Linked DNA regions of Mus musculus: all the other regions are linked to region 2. The links are chromatin contacts, called in public promoter capture Hi-C maps. All regions are on one chromosome and are shown on one strand. The core of a region is the stretch at or near the end of the contact, and the rest is flanking DNA. Distances in the headings are between cores, read along the strand shown.

What was found. Capture Hi-C pulls out chosen DNA fragments and counts their contacts.
Region 1: a promoter capture Hi-C map of adipose tissue shows a contact between it and region 2. The contact joins two enhancer-like sites. A contact is called at or near these places in 1 of 115 datasets of contacts at active chromatin or transcription factors (double positive thymocytes) and 1 of 9 other capture datasets (adipose tissue).
Region 3: a contact with region 2 is called in a promoter capture Hi-C map of adipose tissue. The contact joins two enhancer-like sites. A contact is called at or near these places in 1 of 15 datasets of contacts at CTCF or cohesin (large pre-B cells), 15 of 484 Hi-C or Micro-C datasets (the G1E-ER4 cell line, the HL-1 cell line, Th1 cells and 9 more) and 2 of 9 other capture datasets (adipose tissue and embryonic stem cells).
Region 4: a contact with region 2 is called in a promoter capture Hi-C map of adipose tissue. The contact joins two enhancer-like sites. A contact is called at or near these places in 1 of 484 Hi-C or Micro-C datasets (bone marrow-derived macrophages), 9 of 115 datasets of contacts at active chromatin or transcription factors (bone marrow-derived macrophages, craniofacial prominence, embryonic basal ganglia and 4 more) and 4 of 9 other capture datasets (adipose tissue, embryonic stem cells, liver and 1 more).

The regions. Positions count from the first base shown.
Region 1 is chr2:71,672,079-71,674,778 of GRCm38.p6, reverse strand. No RefSeq gene overlaps it. Among named protein-coding and RNA genes, the nearest start is that of Gm36909, 18 kb to the right of the region's middle. Within about 2 kb of position 1,263, at least 40 of the 459 cell types and tissues checked have an H3K27ac peak or open chromatin away from gene starts, as enhancers often do. A contact at or near this core is called in adipose tissue, where this site is marked.
Region 2 is chr2:71,842,251-71,844,950 of GRCm38.p6, reverse strand. It overlaps Itga6 (integrin alpha 6), which reads right to left. Exons shown (of 26, transcript NM_008397.4): 20 at 1,649-1,822. Among named protein-coding and RNA genes, the nearest start is that of Pdk1, 30 kb to the left of the region's middle. Within about 2 kb of position 1,415, at least 52 of the 459 cell types and tissues checked have an H3K27ac peak or open chromatin away from gene starts, as enhancers often do. A contact at or near this core is called in adipose tissue, bone marrow-derived macrophages and microglia, where this site is marked.
Region 3 is chr2:72,036,867-72,039,771 of GRCm38.p6, reverse strand. All of the region lies in intron 3 of Rapgef4 (Rap guanine nucleotide exchange factor (GEF) 4), which reads right to left. Among named protein-coding and RNA genes, the nearest start is that of Gm29940, 17 kb to the left of the region's middle. Within about 2 kb of position 1,326, at least 83 of the 459 cell types and tissues checked have an H3K27ac peak or open chromatin away from gene starts, as enhancers often do. A contact at or near this core is called in adipose tissue, where this site is marked.
Region 4 is chr2:71,621,613-71,624,359 of GRCm38.p6, reverse strand. No RefSeq gene overlaps it. Among named protein-coding and RNA genes, the nearest start is that of Gm36857, 32 kb to the right of the region's middle. Within about 2 kb of position 1,454, at least 29 of the 459 cell types and tissues checked have an H3K27ac peak or open chromatin away from gene starts, as enhancers often do. A contact at or near this core is called in adipose tissue, bone marrow-derived macrophages and microglia, where this site is marked.

The sequences.
Region 1 (2,700 bases), core at 14-2,513, 170 kb after region 2:
GTAGTCTTGGGTTCTATAAGAAAGCAGGCTGAGCAAGCCAGGGGAAGCAAGCCAGTAATGAACATCCCTCCATGGCCTCTGTATCAGCTCCTGCTTCCTGACCTGCTTGAGTTCCAGTCCTGACTTCCTTTGGTGATGAACAACAACTTGGAAGTGTAAGCTGAATAAACCCTTTCCTCCCCAACTTGCTTCTTGGTCATGATGTTTGTGCAGGAATAAAAACCCTGACTAAGACAGTTGGTTATCCCAGGTATTTGGTTACACACGTGTTACAGCTCAGGGCCTGTAACAAATGAATAATAGCCCAACCCCAGGGTCCCAGTCAGCCTCTTTGGGGAGGTGGAACTTGGATAGTGTGACAGCACTTATCCCATGACACCACAGGAGCTGGGGCAGGGCTTTAGGGAAGTGAGACACCGCTCAGGGGGTGGGAAAGCACAGTCTGGGATGTGGGAAACCTGGAGAGGGTTTGGGGCCCTCAGACCTGTGATGAGGCTGGGACCATGAGGTTCTCTGACTCTTGGACATCCAGGCACACTGAGAGTCACAGAAGAGCCAAGAACTGAGTTGAGAGCTGGAGGGCTGGGTCAGCATCTAGCCCAGACCTGAGGAAGGGGAGCTCTGCCTTGTTCCAGTGGTGATTGTCCTTAGCTTGGTGGAGGCAGGCTGGAAGCGCAGAGAGGCCTTCTACGGGAGAATTAAACTGCAGCTCTGTAGGTGGAGGCCTTCTTGGCTCCCCGCAGCCGGTCTTGATGAAAGACTCAGTCTACGGTTCTAAACTGTTTATTGACTGTTCATGGTGGAAAATTGGATGCATACTTAGCTGTACCCCTTCTCAGGGTGGACACGAGATTAAATACCTTTTGCAGGGAGAAATGTCTGGGAAGGGAAGTTTATTGGCTAAGCCCTCCAGGCCTCTAGGTACCTCATTAGCATGGAGAACTATGTGACCTATGGTGGGGAATATGGCACGTGTTCCAGGCCAGGAATTTGGCAGGGAGCTAGAAGTCGCCTAAGTCTCAGATGTGTGCCTACCAAGTTTCCGGGTCTCAACCTGCTCTACCTTACCAAGCTTCTGGGCATGCTTTTACCATCCCACAGGCCCCTCCCCATCCCCCCAAGAGGTACCAGGTCACCTAGGATGAAGTAGCCATGAGGACAGTGTCCCCAAGGGCCCATGTTATGCTGCTGGCCCAGGCAGGGCAGGGGAGGGGCTGGACTGTATTCCACCCCTCCCTGATAGAGGCAGGCAGGAGCTTGTGTAGTCCGCCCCGTGTGGGTCCAGGGTCCTACCCCACGTGTTTTCCCTTTCCTCACAGAGCTGCTTCCTTGGCAGCTCCGAGGAGGAAACCCCTGAGTAAACAGAGAACGCAATGTCGGCCCTGAGGTCTCTCCGAGCTGCACCCCAGGGACACAGCCCGGGGTCAGGCCTACATCCGGTCCTCATCCAGTCTCCAGTCAACCGCCGTGTTGTCTCCCTGGCATATTTCTTCTGACTGCATTTGCTCAGTCCTTGAAGGAAAAGCCGATGTCTTCAAACAGCAGAGCAGAGGAATTCTGAGGCAGATGTCCACCAAAGGCCAGAGCCCTCTGCCCTCCCTGCCGGAGAGGCCCTCCGCAGCCACGGAACAATGGCTGCAGTCACTCAGAGCACCCCACAGACTTCCAGGTTGGCTCCTTTTCAGCATCTGTGCTATTCAGAAGCCTCATTTTGTGTGATGGGTGTGGAGGAAACCAGAAGTAGCTGGCAGGAGACCCCCTAGACAGAAATGCTATTACCCTCTTTTTATAGATAGGGAAGTAAAGGTTTGGAGGTCACATAGCTAAGAACTGGTATTTAACCATTACCCTCTGTCCATATCAGGCTATTTAGGGTGCGTGGGGCTGGACCACAGACCAGGTCTACCAGCTGGAAAGCAAAGGCACTCTAACGATTCCCAAGTTCAAGGGCTTGTTTAAGAAATACTTGGCTTCTCTTTAGGAGCGGATCAAAGAAAGTAGTTTTTGGAAATATCAAAACACCACATCCTTTGACACTATTATTGCTGCTATTTTTAGTCCACATACCTAAGACTCAGTAGCAGTCTCTCCCATTTACAAGTTCATTCATAGGCAATTTATTCAATCTCTCACACGCCTCAAGTTTCCCATCCATGAAATGGGAAGAATATGAGCCCCTCTATCACAGGACGGTTAGGATTAACTCTTGAGTTATCATGCAAGCCTCTATATGGTGCCGAGCACTGTGTATCATAGATGATATCACTATCTGCATCCTTAGCCAGGTCTGCCACCTCCCCCCATCTCTCTTACTCTTTGTTTTTGTTTTTACCATTAATGACACCTTTATTTCAGAGCTCATTGCTTCAGACATGGGTGGGAATTGTGACTTCTTATTGCTGAGTCTCCTTTTAAAAGTCTTATTTTTTTATTATTATTTTATGCATACAAGTGTTTGCTTGCCTGCATGCATGGAAGTTTACCACATGTATACAGAGACCACAGAGGTCAGAGAAGGTGCCAGACTCCCTGGAACTGGGGTTTACATAGTTGTGAGCCATTTTGCGGGTCCTGGGAACCGAATCCAGACACTCTGTAAGAGCAACAAATGTTCTTTACTACTGATCTGCCACTACAAACCCTCATTGCTGAGACTTCAGGGCTCTTGTACGGGGCTTGGCACACAGCAGATGTGTAAAA
Region 2 (2,700 bases), core at 166-2,665:
AAAGCAGAGGAAAGGTAAAACCAGCAAGCATTATGGCCATTTTAAAGTTCATCGGTGGGGACTCTATTTATTTAAGTAGTTTATTCCTAGTGTGATACTGAAACTCGGGGAAAGAAAGACACCTCCTCAGTTCCTGTCTCTCCACTCAACCACAATACACAGCATCAAACTGTTAGTCAGTAGATCAGAAACCAGAGATCTACCCTACCCCAGCATTCAGCCCCATGTCCACCACATCAGAGAGAGTCAGCACATATGGAATAATGAAAAGAAGCCATGAAGAACAACAGGAAAGCACAAGGCCCTTTGTATGATCAACATAGAGAGGAGCATTGAAGACTAAGACAGATAAGAACTTTTAGCATTATGTCTTCCTTATACAAGGTGAGTCTCTCCTATGAGCAATCTTTACAGCATTTTTGCATTTAGGATTGCTTAGAAAGGGATAGTCAACTTATACTTAAGAATAAAAATAACAGGCCAGTATGTTTTTCAGTGTTGCTGAGTCAAGGAGCAAGCTGTAAATCTGCGACTATACAGTCACTTTGGAATTTAAAATAAGAGGGCTGGAGATGTAGCTGAACTAGCAGGATGCTTGCCTAGAATGCATGAAGCCCTGGGTTTGAGCCTAGCCTAGCCTAGCCTAGCCTAGCCTAGCACGTATGGGCGCAGCAGCACACGATGTAATACCAGCACTTGGGAGGTAGTGGCTGGAGAATCAAGATGTCAAGGTCATTTCTGGTTACCCCAAAAGTTCAAGGCCAGCCTGGGCTACATAAGACCTGCCTCAAAAATAAACAGCCAAGCCAGGCATAGTGGTTCATGTCTTTAATCCCAGCACTTGGGAGACAGAGACAGAGGGATCTCTAAGTTTGAGGCCAACCTGGTGAGTTCCAGGACAGCCAGGGCGACCCAGAGAAACCTTGTCTCAAAACAACAACAACAAAAACCCCAACTAAACAACAGCAAAAACCCTAAGAATTTAAAAGAAAAAGAGCAGCCATCTACCACACTGGAACTCACTCACCTGGGCTAGTTATGTAAGTGTGCTGCAGTAGAGGGATTAGGCTTCGAAGTCGGTGGGTGCTTATGCAGAATCCACCTCTCTCTTAAGAGCTGTGCCATTTTGAGGGTACTTAATGTCTCAGGGCATTCATTGTGGGGAAGGGGGAGATAGTAAAAACTATCTCAAAATTCTCAAGAGAATATACACAGTGCTTGGCCTGGCAGTGACACAGTAAGGGACTCGATGAACACTTACTATTAATAAGATTGCAAGTGTTCAAGGTCGTCTGCCTCAGTACAAAGGCCTTGGCTGTGCCTTCCTGACGCTCTGTGCAGCTTATGTCCACTGCTTCCTCCCCGGGGCATGTTCTCCTTACACAGCTTATTGGGTCATAACACTTTAGAAAATGTCCTTCGCCCCAACAAGTGGATGTTCCATAACAGTCATGCATCAGCGAAACCGCTTCTGTCCCACTGGCTAACTCAGTCATAAATGAGGAAACTGTGACACCCACAGAAAAAGTCAGCACGCCACAGTGCAGCTTCCTGAGCAGAGTCGAGCCTACCCCACTCACTCTGGGGGAGGGGGGGGATAGGGGATGTGGGGAGGGGGAGGGGGCATGCAGGAAAACCGTCAGCATACCTTCAGCTTCAGGTAGTTTATTTCATTGTGTGGCTCACAAACAATCTGCTCCAAACCTTTGGATTCAACTTTCATCAAATAAAGCAACCATTTGCCATTGCTAATCTCCTTGGGCCACTGTATATTCAAGGTTGCTGTGCCGAGGTTTTTAAGAGGCTTGCCTAAGTTAATCACCTGTCGGAAAACAACGTATATCGATATAATATCATCCTTTTATGGCAAAATTAAGTAGCACATCCTATTGCCCATAGGCTAAATTCCCAGCATAAACCTACAAGGAAGCACAAATCCCACAAACGGATCAGGAACAGAGCTTGCGAAATAGTCAGTAGTAATTAGAAGATTTTTGTCATAAAAATAGAAGGGGAAAATGGTCAAAGAGGAAGGATTGCCTGCTCAATCCACAAGTAACTACCTTATGCAGTTATGGCATGTTCCCGTCAGCACAGGCAAAGTCCCGGGCTTGTTTGTGGATTGTTCAGTGAGCACCCTGCCTGGCAGATGGCAAAGCCTCTGCTATGGCCCAGGCACCCATATCCTGCTTCTGGAAAACCTCCCTACTGTGAAAATGAAGCTGCCTCTGCCATCAGCCACACAGGAAAGGTTATGGAGAACTGCATGACAGCTCAGAGCCAGTGCTGGGGTCAGAGTAGCTTTCTACAACAGAGGCCCAGAGTGAGAGGGCAGAGTGGCCTACCTGCACTACTGAGCACAGTTCCGATCCCCATCTTCCTGACTGCATAGCGCTCAGGTCAGCCAGCCTTCCTGGGGAGACCTTGCCTCTTTAGAGTGCTGGCTTAGGGCCACGGCCACTCTTGCCATTTCAGGCTTTAAGCTCAATGCTCACCGGCATTTAGGAACTCATTTGCACTATGCAGACCCAAATCCATACGAGGCATAAGGCAGACACCACAGTCCATGTCCAGTTTGTTAAGCTGGACCCAAAGTCACTGTGGTTGCCCACTCTGAGCCTATCACCCATCTGCCTCCTTTGCTGGCAAATACCAAGTCTACTTTCACCACTAAAAAATTGGGCTTGGTGAGAGGGAAGT
Region 3 (2,905 bases), core at 77-2,576, 190 kb before region 2:
TGTCTCACATGTGTTCATACGGACACTGTGAAGTGGTCACGGTGGTAAGAAGGCCAGGGTTACATGTCACAATGTACGATCATGGTCCACTGAAACCTGGCCTGCGCAGATGATCTGGGGACATGAGCTGTGTCTGTGATGAACTCATGGAAAATGAAAAATTATCCTGTGATTCTGAAGAGTTATCAGACCTGTTAGCTATTCAGAATTTATTCATTTCTGTGTCATTGAGTCAAGAGTTAACAATCTTATTTGTGTTAGGTTATCTTTACGTGTATAGGTAGACTCAGAAGCATAAGTTCTTTAAAAGCTGATGTTTTTACAGGGTTCATTTCCAGCCTATACTTGCCACTAGGTTTCAAAGCTCTTGCATTTTGCTTCCTGAGCTTGAATTTGCTCCTGGAATTTATTGAGTTCTCTAAGCGTTTTTAAGTAATCAAATCAAATGGAACCCAATTTCAGAGTCTGTCAAGGCATCCAACTGCACGTGTGTCAAAAGGATTTACTGCCAAGCAGGAAGGCAAGATACTTCTAAGTCAAATGTGTTTTCTGGCAAGCGGCAACGGCAAGGCCGGTTCCTTTCAGAGCGTGTCCCTGGAATCGGCTTGTCGGGCAGCCGATGGACATCAGGCAAGCTCGCTGGGGCTGGCTTGCAGAGCACGGCCTGGCACGGGCATTTCTAACCAGTGCAGAGCTGAACTGGCCAGCACTGTGTCACCCGGACAAAGAATACTCAACAACAAAACTACATGTAGGGTGAGTTGTGCAGAATGCCAAGTCAACTAAATATCCATTCCTAATGAATAGCTCAGCCCCAGCCAGAGCTCCGGCGGGAGTCAGCAGTGACACCATCTGCAACCAGCTTGCCACCTTTTACGTTTTCTGGGCTTCGTAAAACTGTTCAGAAATGTGTTCAAGTAGTGTCTCCCAAAAATGGTGATGTCACTGAAAGGAAAGCGAACAGAGTGTGTGGCCAAGTGAAAGAATCAGGGAGAGGAAGCGGGGGAGAGGGAGGGAGGGAGGGAAGGAAACACACAGAGGGGGGGGAGCGAAAGAGGGAGAGAGGGAGGGAAGGAGGGTGGGGAGAAAGGGAGAGAGAGCTGTACTTCAAATTTAATAATCAAAACTGCAATGAACAAAGGCATCTGTGTTGTAAAAGCAAAGGCAGGGATGACTAAAGGTTTTCTATTTGACCTTAGAGAGAAAAACAGCAAGAGGTCTTTTTTTCAAAACCAGAGTAAAAATTGCCAGATAATGGCACAATGACAGATGAGGGGGTGGAATGAAGTGGAGACCAAGGCCAAGTGCAGCCCAGAATCTCTGCTCCAGTGAAATGGCTGAACAAAATTTAAACTCCTGCAGTTTCAAAATACTGGGCTGCAGTTCCTGGTTTTCATGTTCTAACACTGCCCTCTTGTGACCATTGCTAGCATTGCAGGTATGGGAGCCAACAGCTCTCCAGTCTAGGCAATCAACTTTTTATTAGTTAGCAGAAAACACCGGGACCCTGCTCATTCAAAGCTTTGTACTAAGTGCTTTATATACAGCGAGTAGGACCCACTAGCCTCAGTTCATAGCGTATCTAACTGTGCATAGCCATACCCAACCCAGCTGCTGGGTTTGTATCAAATAAAGATAACAGTGAGTGTTACAGGCTTTAGTGACATCATAAAGCACCATTCTCTATTTTGAAACATGAAAGTCAGTCAGTCTTTAGGAATTGATATGATTGGAGATTTCCCTTAGTTTAGGTGTTTCCAGAATTGCTAAAAAAGCATACATGTTTCTAGGATTTAAATATTTGTTATACCATAAATTCTCCTCACCTATAAAATCTGCAGGGAAAAGCAAGGCCTTGTGTACACACACACACACACACACACACACACACACACACACAGAGAGAGAGAGAGAGAGAGAGAGTTGAGTGCTGTTGTCTAATATAGTAGGTATATATGCCTACTTTAAGGTTTACTATCATCATCATAATCACCACCACCATCATCATCACTATTGCTATTATTTGTGTGTATTGTTTTGAGGGTAAGATGTCCCTGGAGATGCAGACAAAGTGTCACTGGGGAACTGGAGAGACTACTCCTAAACAAGATGCCTGTTGCCAAGCAGAAACCTACATGAACATGTCATGTCGGACACCATTAGACATGGATGCTGCCTGTAGGCACACCCCCTTGTTGGCTGGTCAAAGTTCTGTAAGATAGCAAAAAGAAGGGCCAAGGCCAGAAGGCTGTCTGAGAAGCTGGGAGACATGTCTCTGATGTGAGTGCACATTGCAGCGAGCTTGGTGGTGAGGAAAAATAAGCATGGAATAAAAACACGAAGATAGGCGTGAGGGTTTGCAGGTCTCTAAAAGCTCCAGGGCACAAGGAGTTGCGGCTCTGCATTTCCCAGGATGCTGAGGACAAACACGGTTGTTACAAAGTAGCAATGCGGGAACTGGGAACAAGAGCATCAGGTCTTGGGGAAGGTCTCTTGGTGGGAGGTGCTCCTGCTATCCAGAGGCTTACTCTCTCCCAGTCAGGTTGCTCTGGAAGCCTTCAGCTTGGGGGGTCTTAGCTGCCCAGAAATCAAGGCCACATAAGCAGGATGTGGCTCTGGGGTCCATCAGAAGTAGGAAGAATGTAACTGCTTGAGAAATGAGCTATGCAGATCTCAATGGGATTTTGTGTCATTTGGAGACAGAGGTATGTGCGTTTCTGAGTTTGAGGCCAGCCTTGTCTTCTATACAGTAAGTCTCGGGCCAAGCAGGGCTATTGAGTAAGACCTATCTCACCAACTAGTTCTGGCTGCTGACAGTGGGCCGGACCCCTGTGCTGGGGAGGTAAGCCATCCCTAGGCCTGAAGCCCAGTGGGCCCCATCCTCACCACACAGCGAAGGCCTGAC
Region 4 (2,747 bases), core at 205-2,704, 220 kb after region 2:
CTTAAAACACATCCCATGCAATATTTACTAATAATTATGCTAAAATATCATTTCTTTATGTGGCACTTAGACTCATACTTAGACTCATAGCCAACGTCTCATATTTTGCCTGGGACCCCTAATGTAGCACCACTCCCATAAAAACCCAGCCAGATAGTGTAGGTTAGAAACTCACAGGAGTGATGACTGAATTTACCCAAGCCAGCTCCAAAGTAAGACCCAGAGGCTCTGTGCTGTTTGATTGTTGTTGTTGTTGTATGTATCTTTTGACACAATATTTAGAAAATATCTCCACCACTCTGGACTGTAGGCAGATCTATAGGGCTTTTTTTTTTTTTTTAACTGATGTGGGAGGGCCCAGCCCACTGTGAGTAGTATCACCCCTGTACAGATGTTCCTAAATTGTATTTAAAAAGCAAGCTAAAAAAGCCAGAAGGTGCTAGAGAGATGGCTCAGCGGTTAAGAGCACTGACTGCTCTTCCAGAGGTCCTGAGTTCAATTCCCAGCAACCACATTGTGGCTCAAACCATCTGGAATGGGATCAGATGCCCTCTTCTGGTGGGTCTGAAGACAGCGATAGGGTACTCATATACAATAAATAAATAAGCAAACAAGTAAGTAAATAAGTAAATAAATAAATCTTTGCAGGGGGAGGGGGGAAGGGGTAGGGGATTTTCGGAGGGGAGACTAGGAAAGGGGATAACATTTGAAATGTAAATAAAGAAAATATCTAAGAAAGGAAAAGAAAAAGAAAAAAGAAAGCCAGAAGGACCAAATCAGTAAACATCACTCCTCCACGGCTTCTGCTTCAGTTCCTGCCTCTAGGTTCCTGCTCTGACTCCCTCCATGGACTGATCCCAGAGATGTAAACTGAACAAATCCCTCTCATCCCCAAGCTGCTTCTGGTCACAACCTATTGGAACCTGATGGGAATGTCCCCCCAGGACAGGCTAGAGCTGGACAGCCATGACCCGGAAGTGAACTAACAACAACTGGTGTATCCAAGCTGCACTGGTCTCAGCGGCTGCAGCCCTTCAAGTCTCAGCTGCAATTCACAGTCTGTGCCCTGTCATATCCTCCTCTGCCTGAGGCAGGAAACTCCTTCCTGCTCCCACCCACCCTGACATCTATTTTTAACAAAGAAACTAAGGATCTCCCTCATTTGAGAGACCAGGGTTGGGGGTGGAGGGGGGTGGGGGGAATGGCAGTTACATAGCCTCACCAAAAAAAAAAAAAAAAAAAAAAACACCAAAAAACAACCAACTGGATGCAGGAACAAGTTCACACTGGTAAACACCAGCCCTGGCCAATGCGTTCATTTTTCAAGTGTGAGCATGTTTTGAAGTCCAGATGCCATTTCAAAATGAGAATCTGAGAGAGCAGCCAGTGGGCTCTCCTGGCACTGAGTTCTTTTCCTCCTTCCCTGCTCTACAGAGAAGCAAATGTCACCGTTCTCATTTCCCCTTCTGTGGGAGTTGGTTCCACTGTTCTGACCAGAAAAGCAATAACCTTAGCCAGCAAGTTCCTCAGGCATTTCTGAAGCCAAACTCTGTGACCTCTCCTACCTGGCTCCCAGCTCTAAGTTATCAATGTAACACACACACACATTCGAACACGCACAGAGAGCCAAACCCACGTTTCTAAGAACTTAGCCCAGCAGTCTGACTCCAGCTTCCTGTAGACAAGTCGAAAGCCCCAGTCTACCCCACACATTCGAGGTGGGCCCCCTCCTCCAGTTTTGTAATCACCTGGTTTAGCCAGTCTGAGCTCTAGGGATCAGAGAAGGGGTTTGGCACCTTGGATAACCCCGAGCGCAATTGCTGTAGCTCTCAGCTATACCCAGGACCAGTGATTCTCACAGAGAAAGCCTTCCTTCCCTCACAAAAGGAAGCCAAATACAGAATGCCCAGAAAGATGTTTCACGTGTATCTAATAGTATGCCAATTAATGTTTTCGAATTGAATACTGTAAGCAACAGGTACGAAATACCTATTGTTTGTCCATTACAGAAGAAAAGCTCCATTCTTGGAAGTGACATGAGTCAGTCTTCCACATTTCATAGTTGCAATGATGGCCAATGATCGAGAGCCTGCTGACACCAGGCACTGTGCTAAACAGCTTACACACAGTGTACTGCTCGCTCCTGAGCCACCCCACCAGGTCAGATCGGAAAACTGAGGAATGCCCACCTGAAGAGCAGGATCTAAGCACGCTGACTCCAGGATCAAACCTGCGATCACACCACGTTTGTCTACTCATTGGCACGGCCTTGCGTGCCTTTCTCCTCGCTTTAGATGACACTGGCCTCTGGCCTCCCACAAAAAACCGAGACCATGCTGAGAATTAGGAAAAGCACTGTAAAGTCAAAGCTATTATTACCTTGCCATTTCCAACAGTCTGTAGAAGGTATGCATGATGTGAGTGTTGGAAGGCCAACACTAATAAAATCCTGTCTTGATAGAGTTCGTTCTCGTCAAGTCCTTTGCCAAATGAAGGAAACTTTCCATTTAAGCATGGGAAAAAAACATGTTACATACACACACACACACACACACACAACTGGCAGCCACTGAAAGAACCAATCTGAGACACCACTAAATCAGTGTGTTGGACCAACTAAGTGCTAAGCCAGTGCCATCTGCTGCTGGGAGACTCTAAAGAATGTCCATCCTCCACTAGTGTATCCTCCCTCTGACGTGAATGTGTTTCTCAAGACTTTGTGTGTTGAAATGGAATGACCTCTATGC